Linked DNA regions of Rattus norvegicus: region 1 is linked to region 2. A link is a contact called in public Hi-C data. All regions are on one chromosome and are shown on one strand. Each heading gives the region's core, a stretch centred on a gene start, on an enhancer-like site or on the middle of the called end of the contact. The rest is flanking DNA. Distances are from core to core; before and after follow the strand shown.

Region 1 (6,864 bases), core at 308-2,807, 420 kb before region 2:
AAAGTTTGTTGTCATGTTCAAATGCATAGTTTTGAGCATCTTAATTGATTATTTAACAAAAATTGGATATAACCTAAAGCTGATCACCCACACATTATTCAAATACATTAGGACTAAGATCATAGGTAATAATGTTTACAAATTTGTATTTCATGTGATTTTTTTAAACAAGGGAACTTTATATTATAACAATCACTGTTTGCTGGATTCTAGACAGTTAACTTCTCATTTTGCTCTTCAGAGGGAGGGAAGGAGGGAGATGGGGGGAAGGGGAGGGAGGTAGAATGCTTTATATGAAAAACTAGTCCTCTCTACTTATATTCTTATTAAAATTTCATTTAAACATGGTTGCTTATCAAGAGCCTACCTAGAAATATAGTCATGCTCTTGGTAGAGCTGCAATATCAGAAAGCAAGAATATATACATTTTGGACCAAATCAGATGTTTAATTTCATAATGTTGATAAAGAGCTTGCACTATAACCAGAAGTGACCAATGTTTTCTTGTTTACTTGTATTTGCATTAAGTATTGTCTTGATACTTTTCAGAGGCATCTATTAAAGCCATTCGTTAGTTTGTGAGGTAAAATAAACATATGAGTCCCATTGCTAAATCCAAATTCCCCTTCTCCTTAATGTTTGGAATGTCTCCCATGCTCCATTACAAGAGACAATATGTTTGATGCATACTACAGTATTAAAATACTTTTATTTATAAATAAATAAATGGATACTACAGTATTTTCTTTATGCACTTAAAATATTCAGTATTATAGCTTAAAAACATTATTATCAATGTGTTGGGTGTCTTTAGTAAAACCCATAGGCTTTTAGGAAGACTACAAGCCATCTGAAATTTTAGACAGAGGTCTTACATGAATGCTGGAGGCAGTGGTAATCAGTAACACCTGCCTTGTGGGATTATTTAAAGTTTTAAATGATAGAAATTCTACTTAAACTGCACAATCTAGATTCTACCACAAAGTAAACTCTCTACAACTGTTTGATCGGAAAAAAAAAATGGGCATACTACTTAGTATCACTGTCACCAATGCTGACATTAGCTGGCCAGGCATCACTGTCACCAATACTGAGGTGAGCTGGTTAGGCCTCATTTTGTGAATTGAAAGTTGGAAGAACAGTGAGAGTCTTTCTAGTGAGTGGTATCCTGGGCCTAAAGAAACACTAGTGGTTCCATTCCTATGCATGACTATGTAGGTTAGTTCCCAAGATAGCTTTCCCTTTCATTGTTTCAAAGGATAGCATTAATCACTTGTTTTGTTCTTGGCTTTTGGCTAAATGCTGACCACACTACGGTACACAGGGACATGTAGCCTTTGTTGCTAAGGGTTTCTTTTATCTCACTTGTACTCATGAAGGACATAAAAAAGAGGCTGGACTGGAGGCTACGGATTTCATCCAAAGAAGATGGCTTGGAAGGGTTTCTTTGAGAAGATAGCATTTAGATGGAAACCTAAAAGGAGATAAATGACTAAGTGAAGCAAAACTTTAGGGAACAGCGTAGGCAAAACCATATGCTTGTAGAGAGTTTGGCATTTTTGAAATCCTTATACCAGCATGGCCATGGCACAGCAGCCGAGGAGGAAAGTTTTATAAGATGTTGGAGGAAGAGAGTGAGGAAAAGAAAATCTGTTATTTCTGTTACATGTAACTGGAACCATTGGGTGGCTTTATTTTAAGGTTCATTTTGATGCTGCAAGGAGAATGACTAGAGAGAGAAGCTATGGATGAAGTTCTTCAGATGAGAGGTTATGATGTCTTAGTGTAAATAGTGTCAGTTGAGATGGTGATGGTGAACAGATGAAAGTTCTTATGGATGAAATTGTCCAGACTTCCAACAGGCTTGTAAAGGGAAGGAAAGGTGATAATTTGGATTAAGGCTAAAATCATTATGTAAATAGATAATCTTACCATTAACTGACATGCAGATGACCAAGTGAGAATGGAAACAAATTTGGAATGGAAAAAAATGAAAAACTCCATCTTGTTAATTAAGTTCAAGATACCCAAGGGACACAAAAGTGAACAAAAATGATAGTCAACATGAATATATGAAAAGAATTCACAAAAATATTTAGACTGGTGATATGCATTTGAACATGATTAACATAAACTCTGATTTAAATAAAGTCAATGGTAACTAAGAAAGCAGTTTATGAAGAAGACAAGCCAGGAGATGACAACACCAGGAAAGCCAAGAGGAGAAAGTGTCTACCTGGTAAGAATGTCATGCTGAATGCTGCTGTATGACCCCAACTCTAATAAAGACATTGCTTTGGTCAAATGCAAGTCAGCAAAGACTTTCATGAACAGCTTAAGTGGCATATTGTCAATTAATAAGAGGGAACTGAAGATAAGGAAGTGTTATCAGAATATTCACACAACTCTTGACAAGCCTAGCATAAAAGAAAATAGAGAGATGGGTCATCTAGAAGAGTACATGGGCCAAGGAAAAGGTTTGGTTCTGTTGATTTTATGGTGGGTTATACTGGAACCTGTTTGATTACTGAGAGACATAAGCCAGGAATGAGGAAAGGGAGAAGCTACTGGAAAGGGGAGAGATGGAATGTTACAATTAACTGACATGTGGAACGCAATCCCCGCCATGACCATGGGGAATTAAGAGAGGATTCCAGGTTGCAAGTTTGGATCAATTTGGTCCTTTGGATGTTGGTGACTTCTGATTTTTCAGTGCAACATGCAGAGAGTTCTTTGCAGTGCAAGAATGTCTGAAGCATGAGGATATGGAAGGAGGCACAAACAGTGTTATGAGCATACAGTTTAGAGTCAAAGCTCCTGGAGAAGCAGGGTGGGTGCTAGAGGCACCTAATTAAGGACTAATACTCATAAGAGTGAAGACATGTCTTCTTGCAGGATTAGCTGGTAACGTTCATGAACTCATTTATAATCCCAGAGAAGGCAGACGAGGCTCGCCTGAGTTAGTGTTTGTCCAGAAGTTAGAGAAGGGGATGAGAGGCAGAGCAGCTCAGTGTATTATGGGGAATCCAAGAAGGGCTATTTAGGGAAACAGGGCCAACTCAATTATATAGTCCATTAAGAGTCTGCAATAGGCAGACACCGCCCTCAATTGGTTGACCAGCCAAAAGGTTAACCAGCAGACAGTAGGTTCACTTGTTCTGTGTCATGTGCCTGCATTGGAGTTTCTTTTGCAGCCCAGCTTGCTTGCTTATCACCTCACACAAGGACATGAGGGCTTGTTTGACAATAATTAAACAATTCATCATTTGCTTCCCATCTCTCACTTTGAGGCAAAGTCTTCACTGCTGATAGATGAGCCAAACCTCTGAATTCAGACTCTGGCTTTGCTCAGAGACAGCATTTAAGTTCTAAATAACAAGACATTTGTTCTCACCTCTTTGCTTACTGTTTAGTGTAGGCAATGGGCTAAAGAGTTCCCATGAGCCACTGGCACTCAGACACCCTGGGTATCATACCTCAGCCACCCATTTGCAGGCTCTGCCAGGACTGACAAAGACAATGTCAACTTGTGATGTTAACCTAAATTATACATGTTAATGCTATTTGAGTCCTGTTTTTCATGAAGCTTGCCTCCCACACACATTCTCTAAAGATTAACAATTTTAGACCCTGCTTATCCTGCAGGAAGAAGTTGGAATTAAGAATGGCTTGGTAATCAATTATTTCTTCAGACTTCCATTTTAGAAACCTCTAGTATCTGAACTTGGACCTCATTTAAAAAAAACCCAACTAGGCAGCTCAAATCTCTTATTAAAAATGCATATAATTTGAGTTAGAACCTACCTAGTCACTTTAAATCATATGGCCCAGCTTGCACCACGCCCTGATAATGCATAGAACTCAATCCCATGTATGTAACACTGATGAAGGTTATCACCCTAAACCAGGTACAGTCTGTATTATCTCCTTATTCCTGAGTCTGCATGGCCACCTATGTCAACAAGCAGCATGTACTTCACCAATAAATTTAACCAGAGGCTGAAAAACCAGAAAACTACTCTTGGACTTTTTCCAGGAGTGGATCTTCTGGGCATAGACCCAAGGTCTAGTCAGTGCCTGCCACACAGAAGCCACTGAAAAAACACTTGAGTGTCTAAAAACAATAGAAAACATATAAAGACTGTTTACCACAGGACAGCCAGATGCATAACTTACATCGCTGTATAATTTATTATTGATTAACCTTTGTACCAACTCCTAGAGAGAGATACTGTCATACTTCCAATTATTATGCTAATCAAGACAGAGTAAGGTTTTAACTCAGCTTCCTCCTTCTAGTTCTTACAGAGATCTGAGTCTCATGAATAATCGTAGCACCTGCTGTTAATAGCTCAGTCCTAGCCTTGTGCAATGTAACAAACACTAACGCTGAGGGCTAGGTCAGGTGTCAGGGACTCTAAGGCCAATGTAGATGACTCACATGCATTGAGAACTTTCCACAACCTAAGTCCCAAGCAAACACAACACAAATGCTTTGGATCCCTGCCTTCTCTTCTGAATATCGTTCTTTAAGTTTTAAAGTGAGTCCCGTGGGACTTCAAGAGGTAAGTGACTCACCCAAGGTTACTGAGCAATCTATAGGGCTATACTTGACCTCAGGTCAATGTGTCTCTAAAGCTATTGTCCTTGACTGTTCTGCTTTGCTAACCAGTATATAAGGGGTCAGATCCCAAATGTCTACCTAGGACGCTGTTTATTCTACCTTCTGTTTGGGTCAATGGCAAGAGTTGGTCTAGAAATCATCTTACCAGGCAAAACTTTCCAATGTTGTCAGTCTTCAGGAAAAGGAGAACTGAGGTTTTCTCACTTAAGGCTGTGCTTCTTTGGAGCAATTTTTGGAGATGAGATGAGATGGCTGAAGACACTCTGAGTCTTTGTTAAAGAAGAGAAAGGCAACCAACTGAGATGCTAAGCTTTGGTTTCAGGAGCTTCTGCTGGTGGTTGTGGGCTTGCCTAACTTCCTACTTCAGTGGGTAATGATCTTCTGCCTGGATTCCAAAGCTACCTGGATTTCTCGCTCTAAGCTGACCTCATCCCCCTTTACCGTCCAATAAACCAATTTCTCCTCCTCTAATCTTTTATACCCAGCCCATTCACTTTGCCTGAAATCCCTTCCATCTATGAACCCATCTTCTCAGTGACTGGCTAAGGGCACATATATGGCCTGGATCAAATCTCAAAGGCTGTACATACTATGTGCCTTTAAGTAAGAATTAAACTTCCCCAGGCACTTTCTTCATCGGTGATACTGTAAATAATTCAATCAGCTTGGTTCTCGTTACAAGGCTTAAAAGAAATGATGCATGAAAATACTTGACTCAGGGTCTCACTTCAGCCCACGGCTATTATGCATTTATTAGAGCCCTTTGTGATAAGCTGTCATATAAGGAATATGAACAAGGAGCTCAGACTGGCCATCTGTGCATTTGCTACTAAGATGGGCTGGTTTGGGGACTTGTCTATGTAGCCATGGTTTGGTAGCCATGTCCAGTAAGTTGAATCTGTTCTTTCCTACAGTCACATACCTTTTCACTATCTTCTTTTTTTTTTTTCGGAGCTGAGAACCGAACCCAGGGCCTTGAGCTTACTAGGCAAGTGCTCTACCACTGAGTTAAATCCCCAACCCTCACTACCTTCTAATAGGTCCATTCCTCACTCTCACATCCTGAGCCTGAGTCCACATGAATGACCAACAAAATGTAGAAGAAAATGACATTCTTGTGCCAATGGAAGTAAGTCCTAGAAACCTTCATGGCTTCTATTGAGATTTCTTGGAACATTTGCTTTTAGAACAGTCCTTATAAGAGCAGTTGGCAAGAATGTGTATTCTATATAAACTATTAAAAGAGGCTCAAAGCTTATGGAGATCTGTGGATGCTAAGACAAGACAGTGAGATATGTCTTAGTTATAGTTTTTATTGGTATAACAAAACACTCTGTCCAAAAGCAACACGGGGAAAAAAGAGTTTATCTCAACTTGTAGGTCCACATCACAGACCATTGTAGAAGGAAGTCTGAACAGAACCCAAGGCAGGAGCTGAAGCAGTGGCCATGAAGAAGTGAGTGTTCTTTACTGACTTGCTCCTCATAGCTTGCTCTCGCCATTTTCTTTTAGCACTCAGGACTACCTGTCAGGACTGGTCCAGTCCACAGTGAGCTGGATGCTCCCACATCAATCAGCAGCCAAGAAAATATCCCCACAGGTCAGTTTGGTGGGATCATTGTTTTTTCAATCAGGATTCCCTCTTCGCAAGTGACTCTAGATTGTGTCAAGTTGACATAAAACAAGACAGCACAGAAATAGAGAAGGCCCCAATGTGCAGAGAAACTCCAGTGAAGTGGATAAAGATGGCATCTTTAAAGTGGCTCCTGCAGCTCCAGCTGTCCTACTGGAAACACAGTAGCCCAGAAATCAAACCACACAGCCACACTTTTCCTAAACACCTGGCCCATAAACTCAGCAGTGACGTGAAAAGGCTGTTTCAAGCTACTGTGTTTGAGGACAGTTAAGCAATAGCAGACAATTGAGCATTATTAGGCACTTGAGATTAAGATAATAGATGAAGGTTGAACATATAATCCATCAGAGCACATGTTTACCATGTACAGGACCTGAGTTCACTGTCCAGTACTGTAAAACAAGACAGAATACTGGCAAGGCAGAGTTGTATTAACTTCTTCCTTTGTGACTGGTGTAGAAATCACACAGGATTAGTTACCACCACCCCTGCACCCTTGCCTTGCTCTGCTCCTCTTTAAGAATGGCCTGAGGATGATTTTTTTTTCTGTTTTATAATATTTTTTTTGGTTCTTTTTTTCGGAGCTGGGGACCGAACCCAGGGC
Region 2 (6,901 bases), core at 2,083-4,582:
CATGTTGGACAGTTTTACGTCAACTTGACACAAGTTAAGATAGTTTAAGAGGAGGAAACCTCAGTTAAGGAAAATGCCTCCATATAATTGGGCTATAGGCAAGCCTATCAGACATTTTCTTAATTACTGATTGATAGGGAGGGCCAAGTCCATTGTGGATGGTGCTATCCCTAAGCTGGTAAGCTTGGGGTCTACAAGAAAGAAGGAAGAGCAAGCCAGTAAGCAACATTTCTTAATGGCTTCTATATTAGCTCCTGCCTTCAGGTTCCTGCCTTTTGAAATTCTGTCCTTATTACATTTGATAGTGAACTGTTCATATGGAATTGTGAATGAAATAAACCCTTTCTTCCCCATGTTGCTTTTGGTTATGGTGTTTCATCACAGCAATAGTAACTGTAACTAAGACAACTAGTAACATAGCTCATTGGCCTGTGAGCACTTTCCTAGCAGGTGGGATCCCCAGCCCTTCCCTAGAAGTATAATAAAATATCTTTTTTTTCAACATTTCCAGCAAACTGGGAAGAAGATTCAATGGATGTTAAGCAAATTATTTTCGTAATGAATTTTCTTGCTGTGTAGATATGATTATTGAAAGTTTAAGTGTATTTTTTTAATAAATATGATGAATTAAAGCATTAGATGTTTTTCTATTGAACTAAAGGACTAAGGCATAGTTAGGTCACTAAAGAGAAACAACAGGAAAAAAATTTTTTGTTTAAAATATTTGGAATGGAAATTTAAAACTTAAAATGAAGTATTCTTCTACATTAAGAATTATTGGGCATGCAAAAAAAGGGAAAGGAAAAACATTAAGTGGGAATTCTTGTATAGAATTATATATTATAATAATAATAAAATTATTATTTTATTTTTATTAAAAAATAAAAGAACACCTACTATTTACAATTCAAACAAGCAAGAAAAAATGAAATAGATTCTTTCCATGAGTAACTCAGCTATTTATGTCTATGGTATGAAAGTATACAAAAGAATGATATATATGCACAATTCTTAGTTCTTTTTAAGAAGTGATCATCAAGGATAAGTATGAGTTTTATTGTAGGATTGAGTACCCCACACACAAACAGAAGAATCTGTTAGATGTCGGGGGATCAACTTCACAAGATCTTTCTTTCATCCCAGTTCTTGAGCCACAGAAGGTGGGAAAATTAGTCAACAAGGAAAGCAGAGTCATAGGTCTAAGTTCGCAGTGTCCACTATGAGTCCGGTTGACTCTCTTCTCCACTAAAAAGGTTTATTTTTTGTTTGTTTGTTTTCTTTTCTTTTTTTCAACACCAAGTGGCTCAAGGGCTCTTCATGATCCCTCTCTTGAGGAGGAGGTCTACACTAGTATAGGTTTTCCTTCTTGAGGTATCAAGCTTCTATTCCTTTGCCAAGATGGCTGCCCTGGATCCCATGGAGGTAGCGACCGTGCGGCATCTCTGCCCAAGGAGCCCGCTTACAGTCACGTTCTCCCCGTGCAAAGCGGACGATACATTGGGCAGCCTTTAAGCTTTTCATCCAAGAAAGAACGACTCGGGTTTGACGCCAAAGAGCACCTTTGCCAAGATGGTGACCGTGCGGCGTCACTGCTCTTTACCAAGATGGCGGCGAGGGACTTCCGGCACGCGCTTCCCCAATCAGGGATCTCCAAGAGGTCAGGCAGAGGAGACCGCCCTTGGAGTCGAAGTGCGGCGCGAGCCGCTTCTGCCGCCCGCCGCGGGAGGGCATGAGGTGGAGTCATGGCCACCTCCGCTCTAATCAGAAGTGCCAAGCGCTGGCACCTGTGGGGGAGCAAAAGTTACTTCCTTGCACCCCAAAGCAACACCGTAACACCTTTCCCGGAGTCCCCCAAATCCTAGCCTATGGCATGAGGTAGAGGGGCACGGTCCCGGCGTCGCCCCAGCCTGCCTAACACAGAGGACACCCGAGGGGCAGGTACTGCGCGGCCGCACAGTCACCCTACGCCCCTTTCCTGTCCTAGGGGGACCGGCCATGTGTTTCTCTTGGAGACCCGGGGACTCGTATTGGGCACAGCTGGACGGAGCTAAAAGCTGACGTTTTAAAGATGCATGTTTTTGTTTTATTTGGAGGGACAGAGGGGTCCCTGGAACCCAGAAAGCTGAGCAAGGCACCGAGCCTGGAGCAGCAAATGTCAAGATTCGGGGGAGGGGCCTCCGCGGGGAGCTTGGATGCTGGCCCCGAAGGGGGTGGAAGGAGAGGTCAGGAGTTTGGGTAAGAGGAGGGCGGACTTCAGCAGCAACTTACTATTCGGTCTGCAACTTGCTTCTAGGCCTGCACACACCCCCTCCCGCCCCGCAAGGCTTCCTTAATCACAATTTTTTTTTTAAGTGCAAAGAAACCCAGCTCTCTGAGAGGGTTTTGCATTCGGCATGCAACTTCCTCCGAGTGTGAGCGCGCTGGCAGGCGGGGAGGGAGCGGTGGGGGTTGAACTTGGCAGGCGGCGCCTCCTGCTGCCGCCGCCGCCGCCGCCTCTCAGACTCGGGGAAGAGGGTGGGGGACGATCGGGGCGCGGGGGAGGGTGGGTTCTGCTTTGCAACTTCTCCCGGTTGCGAGCGAGCGCGCGCGCGGCGGCGGCGGCGGCGGCTGCAGACGGGGCCGCCCAGACGCTGCGGGGGTGGGGGACCTGGCGGCACGCGAGTCCCCCCCCGGGCTCACAGTATGTATGCGCTGACCCTCTCCTCTGCGCTCCCCTCCCCAGGCCTCCCCAGAGGGCGTGTCTGCAGTCCTGCCCCGAGAGCAAGCGGCCAGGGCTCTGCGGCACCGTTTCCGTGCCATCCTGTAGCCCCTCTGCTAGTGTGACACACTTCGCGCAACTCCGCAGTTGGCGGGCGCGGACCACCCCTGCGGCTCTGCCGGCTGGCTGTCACCCTCGGGGGCTCTGGCTGCCGACCCACGGGGCGGGCTCCCGAGCGGTTCCAAGCCTCGGAGCTGGGCGGGGGCGGGAGGGAGCCTGGGAGAAGAGAAACTAAAGAAACTCGGTTTCCCTCCCAGGCCAGGTCGGCACCCGCTGCCGCACTTTTTCTCGTTCCTTGGGTGGGGAAAGGCGAAGCCGCGCGCGCCCCAGCGAGGCGATGCCCTGAGCCGCGGGCTTGCAGGCGCCGTCGGGGCCGGGCTGGCGGGTACCGCGCGCTGGGAGAAAAGAGGGCGAGGGCCACGGGCGCCCTTGCAGTTGCCGACAGTCGCCAACAGGTTGCACCGTTCCCCGCGGCCGCCGCGCGGCCCCTCGGGCGGGGAGCGGCCGGGGGTGGAGTGGGAGCGCGTGTGTGCGAGTGTGTGCGCGCCGTGGCGCCGCCTCCGCCCGCCCCTCGCTCGGTCCCGCTCGCCTGCCGCGGCCGGGCGGCCCTTTCGCGTGTCCGCGCTCCCCCCCCTCCCCTCCGCCTCCTCCATTTTGCGAGCTCGAGTCAGTGCCTGGAGCCCGAGTCGCCGCCCGCCCGTCGGGGACGGATTCTAAGTGGGTGGAACAAGACGCCGCAGCCGGGCGGCGCGGCGCCGGGACGGGGGACGCGCGCGGGAGACGGGAGCGGCGCGGGGGCCCGGCTTGTCAGCCGGGAACGGGTGACTTTCAGCGCTAGGGGCTCTCCCCTCCCCCATGGAGAAGAGGGGGCGACTGTTGACTTCCTTCTCCGTGACACGCGCGCCTCCCGCGTCCGCACGCCGACTTGTTTATCTGGCTGCGGTGGGAGCCGCGAGCGGGCGAGCGCGCGGGTGCTGAGGTGAGCGGGGGCTGGGCGAGCGGGCGAGCGGGCGCCCGCGCTGAGGTGAGCCGGACTGGGCGCGCTCCCCTAGGGGCTCGGCAGCCGGGGCGGCCGGACTTGGCAAACTTTTGCCAGCCCGGGGTTGGGGGTGGAGGCTGGCGAGGGCAGGGTGACGGTGACGAAAGGGCCTTGGCGGTGACAGCGCTGGCGCTTCCTCTCCCCGCACCGCCATCCCTGGCCCAGCGCGCTGCCCCGCCGTGGAGCCTCGGGCGCCCGGGCGGGAGTCTGGCGTCCTTTTTGGTTTTGCTTTTGCCGCAAGCCCTCGGGTCTTCGCTGTCCTCGGAGCCGCCGAGACACCCGCTTTTCCCGGGGGGCAAGGTAGAGCGCCGTCTGGGACCGGCGGGCTCAGGGCGCGCGGCTCCGGGCTGCGGGCTTGTAGGGTGGATTGGGGCTCACAGCCTGCAGCCCAGACTTCGCCCGCCCGGCCTTATCTGCTAGAAGTGGGCGTGCCGCAGAGAACTCAACAGGTCTGGACACATTTCTCCCTTCACCTCCCACCTTTCTCCCTCCTTCTCCCCCAACCCCACCCCCGACAACTTGGGCGCTAGCTTTGGGGCATGATTTCGCGCCTGACTTTTCTGAGTGGTCCCCTTTTAGAAAGAGACCCTCCCTAGCCGCAGTTTTTGATGCAGCGATTTTTTTTTTTTTTTTTTGACAAGTGCTACTTTGACATTTGAGGTTGCAGCCTCGGTAATTGCAGCCTTACCACTTAAGACCCTGGGCAAGGTTCGTGTGACTAATGTCACAGGGTTATTTACAGTTTTAACTGGGGGATAAATGTCGCTTAAGGGAGCATCTTGTTTTATGAAGTGTTACGGTTTCGGGCTGGAAGGGGCAGTTGTCAAAAAAGCAGGTCTGAAAATTCTTTAAGGTCTATTAGATATCTTACATTTAGAGATCCTTATCAAAGGCATAGGACCGACCGGGGTTCTGAGAGAGAAGCCCTTTACAGGGAAGAATCCTAGGGTAGGTTCCACCCCTCTCCACCTTCCCTGAATTTCCCTTTCAGAGAAGGTGGTCATACTTAATGTCTTGGTACAGGAAAAGTTTACCATTGTATTGGGGATCCCAAATATATTTGTCATAGTCTTTGCCAGCCCCTCAAAACATTTTGATTATTACTAACATACTAGCAATCTGGAGGAATACAGTAAAGGTTTAAAACTACAGAGAGTATTTTTTCTGAGCGTTTTCTTGAATGGGGTTTATTTGAGTTTATATGTGATTTGACTGTCCAGTTTTTCTGTTTTCCCGGTATTTACATCTTTGGAAAGAAAAATCTTAAACTTATAGATAAAATATTTTATACTGAGTATATCAAACAATTTTTAAAAAAGAATACAATTCCATAAATCTTGGTGTTAGGAATTTTAATAAGCTTTGCTCTATTACACTATTTAAATAGGTTAAAATTATAGTGAAGAAGCCAGTACAAATTCTACTCTGTTTTTAAAGATATACATTTTAGGCTGTATATAATATCTATAATTTCTTATCTCCAAAATTTGAAGGTAGGTGATACTAGACAGGCATATTTATTTGAAAATAGAGTTTCAAAGTAAGAGCCTTTCCCTAGCTCTACAAGATAAGCAGCTCAGCACTGCTTTTTTTTTCAAAAATAAAAATGTGCATAATTCTTGGAGGAACCTTGAAAGGTTTAGAAGTGCTGGGATCGGCACAGGTGAAATTGTCAATCATAAAATGTGTAAACATTTATATTGTAGCATTTATCAAACGGTTTATGTATTGGTTTCCAGAAAGGCAATCACTCAATCGAAAGGGGCTGGAAATGTAAGGATCATGCCTTTAAAAAAAAAAAGTTAAATACTTTGACATCAACTTGAACCTTTACAATAATTGCGTATGACAAATTACAATCCCCATGGTTACCAAATGTGTATGTTTAGCGAGTGACAGGATAAACAGTCAAATTCAGTTGGTTCAATGTAACTTTGTTGTCTCTGTGCAAATGAGCTGCCTTGCAGATGGGAAACGGGGGTGGGGGTATAGCTTTATTTTAAAAGATAGGAACTATTTTTCTGATAATGGAGACTTTGATTTGGGAGTTACCTAAAGGGTTTATTTAATGGGCAGTCTTACTAATCGGATCAGAAATAATGTTTTTATAGCTTATTATGTCTTTTTTTTTTCTTTTGTAGTTAATATTTGCCAATGGACTCCAAAGAATCCTTAGCTCCCCCTGGTAGAGACGAAGTCCCTGGCAGTTTGCTTGGCCAGGGGAGGGGGAGCGTAATGGACTTTTATAAAAGCCTGAGGGGAGGAGCTACAGTCAAGGTTTCTGCATCTTCGCCCTCAGTGGCTGCTGCTTCTCAGGCAGATTCCAAGCAGCAGAGGATTCTCCTTGATTTCTCGAAAGGCTCCACAAGCAATGTGCAGCAGCGACAGCAGCAGCAGCAGCAGCAGCAGCAGCAGCAGCAGCAGCAGCAGCAGCAGCAGCCAGACTTATCCAAAGCCGTTTCACTGTCCATGGGGCTGTATATGGGAGAGACAGAAACAAAAGTGATGGGGAATGACTTGGGCTACCCACAGCAGGGCCAACTTGGCCTTTCCTCTGGGGAAACAGACTTTCGGCTTCTGGAAGAAAGCATTGCAAACCTCAATAGGTCGACCAGCGTTCCAGAGAACCCCAAGAGTTCAACGTCTGCAACTGGGTGTGCTACCCCGACAGAGAAGGAGTTTCCCAAAACTCACTCGGATGCATCTTCAGAACAGCAAAATCGAAAAAGCCAGACCGGCACCAACGGAGGCAGTGTGAAATTGTATCCCACAGACCAAAGCACCTTTGACCTCTTGAAGGATTTGGAGTTTTCCGCTGGGTCCCCAGGTAAAGACACAAACGAGAGTCCCTGGAGATCAGACCTGTTGATAGATGAAAACTTGCTTTCTCCTTTGGCGGGAGAAGATGATCCATTCCTTCTCGAAGGGGACACGAATGAGGATTGTAAGCCTCTTATTTTACCGGACACTAAACCTAAAATTAAGGATACTGGAGATACAATCTTATCAAGTCCCAGCAGTGTGGCACTGCCCCAAGTGAAAACAGAAAAAGATGATTTCATTGAACTTTGCACCCCCGGGGTAATTAAGCAAGAGAAACTGGG

What was found. Hi-C and Micro-C count contacts between places; a contact is called where the count stands out from the background.
Region 1: a contact with region 2 is called in a Hi-C map of frontal cortex, with 2.4 times the contacts expected there. The contact joins the enhancer-like site here to the promoter of Nr3c1 in region 2.

What each region holds. Positions count from the first base shown.
Region 1 is chr18:32,029,149-32,036,012 of GRCr8, reverse strand. No RefSeq gene overlaps it. Among named protein-coding and RNA genes, the nearest start is that of Pabpc2, 130 kb to the right of the region's middle. Within about 2 kb of position 1,557, at least 4 of the 93 cell types and tissues checked have an H3K27ac peak or open chromatin away from gene starts, as enhancers often do.
Region 2 is chr18:31,609,870-31,616,770 of GRCr8, reverse strand. Nr3c1 (nuclear receptor subfamily 3, group C, member 1) reads left to right here and starts at 3,332. Exons shown (of 9, transcript NM_012576.3): 1 at 3,332-3,737; 2 at 5,939-6,901. The coding sequence starts at 5,952.